Linked DNA regions of Mus musculus: region 1 is linked to region 2. Evidence: chromatin contacts called from public promoter capture Hi-C data. All regions are on one chromosome and are shown on one strand. The core of a region is the stretch at or near the end of the contact, and the rest is flanking DNA. Distances in the headings are between cores, read along the strand shown.

The links. Capture Hi-C pulls out chosen DNA fragments and counts their contacts.
Region 1: a promoter capture Hi-C map of adipose tissue shows a contact between it and region 2, with 3 times the contacts expected there. The contact joins the promoter of Zfp326 here to the promoter of Pkd2 in region 2. A contact is called at or near these places in 3 of 39 promoter capture datasets (hippocampal neurons, liver and pre-B cells), 1 of 484 Hi-C or Micro-C datasets (muscle stem cells), 3 of 115 datasets of contacts at active chromatin or transcription factors (astrocytes, large pre-B cells and stem cell-derived neural progenitor cells) and 2 of 9 other capture datasets (adipose tissue and liver).

The regions. Positions count from the first base shown.
Region 1 is chr5:105,875,169-105,878,659 of GRCm38.p6, forward strand. Zfp326 (zinc finger protein 326) reads left to right here and starts at 1,400. Exons shown (of 12, transcript NM_018759.2): 1 at 1,400-1,530. The coding sequence starts at 1,515.
Region 2 is chr5:104,457,589-104,461,084 of GRCm38.p6, forward strand. It overlaps Pkd2 (polycystin 2, transient receptor potential cation channel), which reads left to right and starts at 1,869. Exons shown (of 15, transcript NM_008861.3): 1 at 1,869-2,637. The coding sequence starts at 2,049.

The DNA.
Region 1 (3,491 bases), core at 150-2,649, 1.4 Mb after region 2:
CAGTTGGCATCGGACCCCATTACAGATGGCTGTGAATCTCTTTGTGGTTGTTGGGAATTGAACTCAAGACCTCTGTAGAAGAGCAGTCAGTGATCTTAACCACTGAGGCATCTCTCCAGCCCTGTATAAGCAAGAGTTTTGCAGGGAGACAGTGAGTATCCTAACTCAGGTAGTGGCCACGAAAATGGAAAGGGTGGGGCCGACCTAAGATATCTTAGGTGGGGTAAGCAGATACAAAAGTGTGTGGATTGGAAGTAGGAGGCTGAAAGAGCGGTGAGCTAGTCTCGAGTGGACTGGACCGAGTCAGCCTTCTGGCTGGGATTAGTGGGCGGTTTGCTCACCGCCCCGTGAACAGCCAAGAGAATACACGAGGATAAGCAGGTCTGAGAAGGGAAATTGTGAGTTCAGCTTTCAGCCCAGGTGAACAGAAAACATGTGTGGGAGGGGAGAAGAGAAGGAATTGGGAAAGGGTGGAGAACAGGATGAGTCAGGGAGGGTGGAGGAGGAAGAGATGAGCAGGAGGACACAAAGCCGTGCCCAGATTTGGGGCTACTGTGGTATACCTCCCTGTGCTTCCAGTTTTATTTCCGGCTTCCTCCGAACTGAGTCTAGCAAATTGAGTGCAAAGAATTGATGTCTGGCTTCCTATCTAGGTAACCAATTTGTTGTTAATGCCATTTGCTCTGTGAGGACAGAGAGAAAATTATTTAAAACTGTGGTTCAAGTCCACAAGAGTCTTCCCATAGTGTTCCTGAGTGAATACCTTTGCATCTGCTCCAACACAATTTTAAAAGTGGAATAATCTCTTCCTCCCCCTCCCTCCCTCTCCCCTTCGAGCTGAACGGTGGACTACTTTCTTCCTGCCAAATCTTTCCCATCTGTGAACTTTCACAGTTGCTTTACTACCTTCAACCCAGCAGTGGCTAGCAGCCTGTCTTGGGATAGTCTTATGATCCTGTCCTATTTGGCAATCAGGGTTCCTGTGCACGCCCCACACTTCTGTGTGTCAGAGGAAGGAACTCCATAAGTAGTGAAAAAAATCTCTCCTCCTCACTCCTTCAGCCAACAGTAGCCAAAGGTCGCCATGTCATTTAATGAGTTTCTGCAAGAGAAAGGCACTCCCTCCTGGACCCGGTTGCTCTTGCCAGGCTCCAACATGGCCGGCCAACCGGAGTCCTTCCAGAACATCCCTCTCCAGCCTTCCGCACTCCCGTTTCACCTTCCGTCCCCCGCGATCCCCAGGGTCAGGACCCAGGAGCCTGACAACTGCCTCGCTTCCCGCCCCCCTCGCGAGACCCGCCCACCACCCCGCGTCGGCCAATCGGAGGCGGTGCTGCGACGACTGGCAGGCCCGCCCGACCCCGCCCCCAGCCTCGCTGTGGCCTGCGGCTTCCCGGCTAGTAGCGCCGCTGTCGGTCGCGCGGGCCGGTCGTGTGGACACTGCCGTATCGCGGGCTCTTGCCGCGGGCCACAGCGAGCGCAGCGCGGAGACCGTCAGCCCCGCGGCGTCGAGCATGGACTTCGAGGACGGTGAGCGGCGCGCGGGGCGGGCCGCCGTGGCGGGCGGGCGGGAGGGAGGGCGGCGGGCGGCCTGCGCCGGGGGTCTGTTTACCGCCTCAAGATGGCCGTGTGGCTTTGTTCTGTGGGCCGCGCAGCGACCGCGGGCCCGGCCCGGAGCCCTGTGGTCCGGGAGCCCCACGTGGGGGTGCGGCCGGCCCGGGGCCCTGCTGTCTAGGGGGTCGGCCTAGCTGCGAGCCTCGGGGCCTCGTCCGCGGCCGCCTGCAACTTCCTGGCCTCGCCGAGCGGCGACCGGGCCCACGGGGCCCACGGGGCCCTCGGGGCAGCGACCCGGTGGCGGGTGGAGCCGGTCCTCACCGTGTCGCCCCGGGCTCTGGAATCTTGCTCGACACAGGCTGCCTCGGGCTCGTGCGATGCTTCTCCGTGTGAGAGGAGTATAAAGGGCGTCTCTAGGCGTTCCATCGAGATGGGCTTCGGTTCCCCCAGAACCAGAATCTGCAAGTTATTACCACGTAGCCGACCGAGCTGTCTAATATCTCACCCAGGTTACCTGCTAGTGAATACCGCGTCTGAAACAGCTCCGTGACCCAGTGCATTATCATTATTATTTTTGTTTTTAGGGGTGGTAGTGGTGGGGCTTGTGTATGAATGCTACCTAAGTTAGAATTCTGGCACAGCAAGCCCCAGATGCCCTTCACGTTCAGCTAGATCGGTGCACAGCAGCCCGTGTTGGACTTGCTGGTTAAATAAACCGAATTGTAACGTTGCTTTTCAGCTTTCCCTGGCCGTGAAGTACAGTTAATTTGGTATCTTCAAACCTTGCTCAACTTTTATAGGAATCAGTGTCAAGATAAAGTGATCAACAGTAGTGATAGTGTTAGGGAGCCGAGGAACAGTTTGTAGGATTAAACTGGGTGTAATCTCGAGGAACTAGGTATTTCTAAATAAAACCGGTTCATTTCTTGTGAAGGAAGCCTCTGCCTCCACCAGAAATGGGCTTTGACATTGAATGAGGTGTGCTTTTTTGGCGTAGGTCGTATTGCATGAGCTTTTGATTTTTGATTTGCTACAAGAGGTTGAGGCTGTCAAGTGTAAATATAGGAAAAAGAATCACCCTTTTCGGAGTACTTTTCGGTTGCTTTGAAATATAGTTCAGCTCTTCAGGATAGCATACCGTCCTGCTTGTGCTTCGGGGTTGGACAGTGACTCATTCTGATATAGGTGACTCTAAATTACTACTATGTGCACTAGTCAGAGTTGACATTGAAGAGAAAAAGTATGTTTTAGACCAAAGTTTGATGACACTACCAACCTATGTGGTGTGCCAGAAGTTAACCTTGTAGTGTGTGCAGAGTGGGAGGAGTCAGTCAGTAAGGAAATCCATTTTCTGTAGAGGATTGAAAAATAGCGGTCAGATTTGGAGTATTTGCTTTCATTATACTTATGATAAAAATAATGAACAATGTTAGAGATAAATAATCTCTTAACAGCCCATCCGTAGCCACCAATGCTGCAGTTGGGCTGTAGATTTGAGTGTATCTGACTCTGATCCTGTCATGTGCCAGGGTTCAGTTATATCTAGAAGCTCCATATTCAATTCCGTTCTTCCAGTCTTTATTTGTAGAGTTAAATAAAGGCTTTAACATTATGCCTGGATGGATACAGCCCACGCTCATACATATATGCATATGTGTTTTTTAGACAGGCTTCTAAAGTATTTAGAGAGAACAGATGAAGTGGTAAAACAAATACTGACCTTGAAACATTTGTATTCCACAAGACCAAGTTTCACATCCATCACCGTTTTTGAAAAATCGTTTTACCTTTGCTTTGTGTAAGTTAAATTAATACTGGGTCTCCTCTTTTGGCAGTTACAAATATGGACATTAAATAGTTTTTACATTGCCATTAGGCAGTGAAAGGGTGATGTGCTTCCTCAAGTGGATGCTTGTAATTATTTGCATCCCAGTTTT
Region 2 (3,496 bases), core at 619-3,118:
AGCCTACAAGGAGACTCAGAATTCCAGAGCAAAATTCCTAGAATTTCTGAGTCAGTAAGAGTGATGTCGAGGACCCGACGAGTCAATGCATAAAACCTATTTTCTGACCCTGAGTCCGTGCTCCCTCTTCATACGCCCCTCCTCTGGAATATGCCTGCTAAGCAATTTTTCTGTTAGTGCAGCACAGGTGGCTCAGCTCAGAATACTGCTTCTCTAGACACCTCTTACTAGACAGACATCTCACCCTTTCTAGTGGGAGACTTCAGCCTCTTTCTTTTCTTGAGGTCTGGGTCTTTTCTTGAGGCCAGGGTCCTTATTACTCTGCTTAACTTGCTCAATTATTAATTTTACACACAGGAAACGTATAAGAGATTAATGAATAATGATAAGGAGAGTGATAGATGAATGATAGGGAGATCATTCTAGAAAAGCATTGTAGTGCCCACAAAGCCTAAATGAGTCATGTACCCCTCAGATTCATATGTTGAATTCCCAAGCCCTGGCATCTCAGCATATGACTGTATGTGGTCAGAGGTCTTTCTAAAAGTAACTAAATTTAAATCATACTATTAAGGTTGTCTATAACCACTACGATGACAATGATGGTGATGATGACGATGACCACGAAGATGAGGAGGAAGAGGAGGATGAAACATTTAAGGGAGGACAATGGGGAGACACAGGCAAAACGTGCCATATGCAAGCCAAGACAGGCCTCGGAAAAGGTCAACCAACTTTTTTTTTTTTTTTGAGAAAATGTATTTGCATTATTGAACACAGTGTGTGGTAAGTTATTATAACAAGCCTGGCAAACTAATATAGGATCGGACCATGCACATTTGCTAAACTGCAGAAATAAAATATTACCACTTAAGCTAGAATTCCATAGATTCTTTAATGTACCAACATGGCTGACCCCTTATTGCAAACAGTGGAGACATGGAGAATATGGGTGGGTGGGTAGGAGGGAAATGGGGGAGGGATACCACCCATAGGCTCCCAATCCAGTCCTATCCCCAAGGCTAAACAGAGAGAGACCAGTTTAGTATTAGAATGGCAGAAGAGATATGGAAGTGACAGAAATCATTTGCTCTGCTGTGGAATGACAATGTTTGCAGTTAGAGTAAAAAGCATTAGAGAACCCCTTGAGGACAGAAATGACAAGAAGACCCCCGCGGGACTTGACGAGGAGGTGGATGAGGACATCCTATGAGAAGCGTCAGAAGTGAGGGCAGAGATGCACAGATCTTGGCCAGGAATTTAACTTTTAAAAGAGATGGGAAAACCATGGAAAATCGAATTTGGAGTAGGCTTTGCCTGACCCAACTGCTGTCTTAAGTTGGCTGTGCCAGCTGGGGCGTAGCGAGGATGGAGATCTAGACCTAACGCCTGAGGCAGGATTCTGTTACTCAAGGGCTGGCCAGGAGCGGAAATGAGGTAATGGTGGAGGCATCAGAAAGTTCCAAAATCCAACCCTTGGATGCCTCTAGATGTCTGGAGAGTGGAGACAGGAAATCATCCAGTAAACACAGAATCAAGGAGCTGAGGGTCACCAAATGCAAGCCTTGCCGCCTTGGTGATTTCTTTCTGGTTTTTAAACGAAGGGTGGATTTCTTTGCCTTCCCTGAGAATTCAGTTCAAGCTGGATTTCACTAGTTCTTTCTATCCCAACAAAAGATCTCCATCTTTACCCTCCTCCTTGCACCTTTGCAAACCCAGGGGGAGTATGGACAGAGTCTAAGCACTATCTTAAGGTCATGCAGGCATGGACACACCCAGGAGCCCCTTTCCCGACGAGCTGGCTGACCAAGCAAGCTACCCCGTAGGAATGTGGGCACCGATGGGGACCCTGGCTCTACTTGGATCCCTGGCCGCTGGGGCCTTTTCGACGCGCCTAAGTCCAGTCCAGGCGAGGCCAGGGCCCGGGAGGCGGGCCGAGGGGGCGGGCGGAGGCGGGGAGCAGCAGGCCGACTCCGGGAAGAAAAGAACATGGCTCCTGCGGCAGAGGGCGGCGGCACTCCCGGGCGCGCTGGGCGCCAGTGAGCGCCATGGTTAACTCCAGACGCGTGCAGCCGCAGCCGCCCGGGGACGCGGGACGCTCGCCCGCGCCGCGAGCGTCCGGACCCGGGCGCCTGGTGGCGGGAGGCGCCGGCCTAGCTGTCCCCGGCGGCCTCGGGGAGCAGCGGGGCCTGGAGATCGAGATGGAGCGCATCCGGCAGGCGGCCGCTCGGGATCCCCCGGCCGGAGCCTCGGCCTCGCCGTCTCCTCCGCTTTCGTCCTGCTCCAGGCAAGCGTGGAGCCGCGACAACCCGGGCTTTGAGGCAGAGGAGGATGACGACGACGACGAGGTGGAAGGAGAAGAAGGAGGGATGGTGGTAGAGATGGATGTGGAGTGGCGCCCGGGCAGTCGGAGGTCGGCCTCCTCCTCGGCCGTGAGCTCGGTGGGCGCCCGCGGCCGAGGGCTCGGGAGCTACCGCGGCGCGGCTCACCTGAGCGGGAGGCGGCGCCGGCTAGAGGACCAGGGCGCGCAGTGTCCCAGCCCCGCGGGCGGCGGGGACCCGCTGCATCGCCACCTCCCGCTGGAGGGCCAGCCACCCCGAGTGGCCTGGGCAGAGAGGCTGGTGCGAGGGCTGCGAGGTAAGATCCGGACTCTTGGCGTCCAGTGCACGCTTGACAACTGCCTGCGCGCGGGCTCGAACCCCTGTCCTACAAGGGTGGCTGTCTGCTGCGGCTCCACCTCGCATCCTCTGCGTTCCCGCCTCCTTCCAGAGCGCCTTCCCTAACTCCTCTAATTCGGCGCGATTTCCGGTACCCATCACCGAATTTTACTGCGTTCTTGTTGGTGCAAATTCATTGGACGCCTCCCTTCCTCCCTTCCTCTCTCCTTAAGATGCTAGCACATTTTGGAAAACAAAAGCAAGCCGTTAATACCTGGGCTTTTGGAGGACGAAAAGTGAATATTCTAGTACAACTGACAATAGTTGGAACTTTATGCTTGCTAAATGTCACAAATGAGGAACAAGTTTATTCCAGAGCCCAAGCTTTTCCTTTGGTGGCGATGTGTCATGTCCCTTCAGCCATTCTAGTAGGGACCTACAATGTTATCCAAGTTTTGAGACAAATGCCTTTAAACAGGTCATTGTCTGAAGGTTTGGTTGAGAGAGAGGTTGTTGACAGAAATGTGTAGAAACACATTTTTGATCATTTCCAATTCTAGACATTTCTTAAACAGTTGCAAACAAAATTATTATACCTCGCCCGTGTCCCCCCCCCCCCCCCCCCGTGTGTGTGTGTGTGTGTGTGTGTGTGTGTGTGTGTGTGTGTGTGTTTAAAGACTGGAAGCAAGGTCCTTTGCCATTCCAACAAGATGATTGCTTTTCCAGATGGTTAATGTGTCAGCATTCCAACGAGCACGCAACTCTCCACACGGCAAGAAAGGACACGGATTTTCCAATAGCTAGTTAATCTCGTGTTCTTAAAGGTTTGCAGCCGGAGG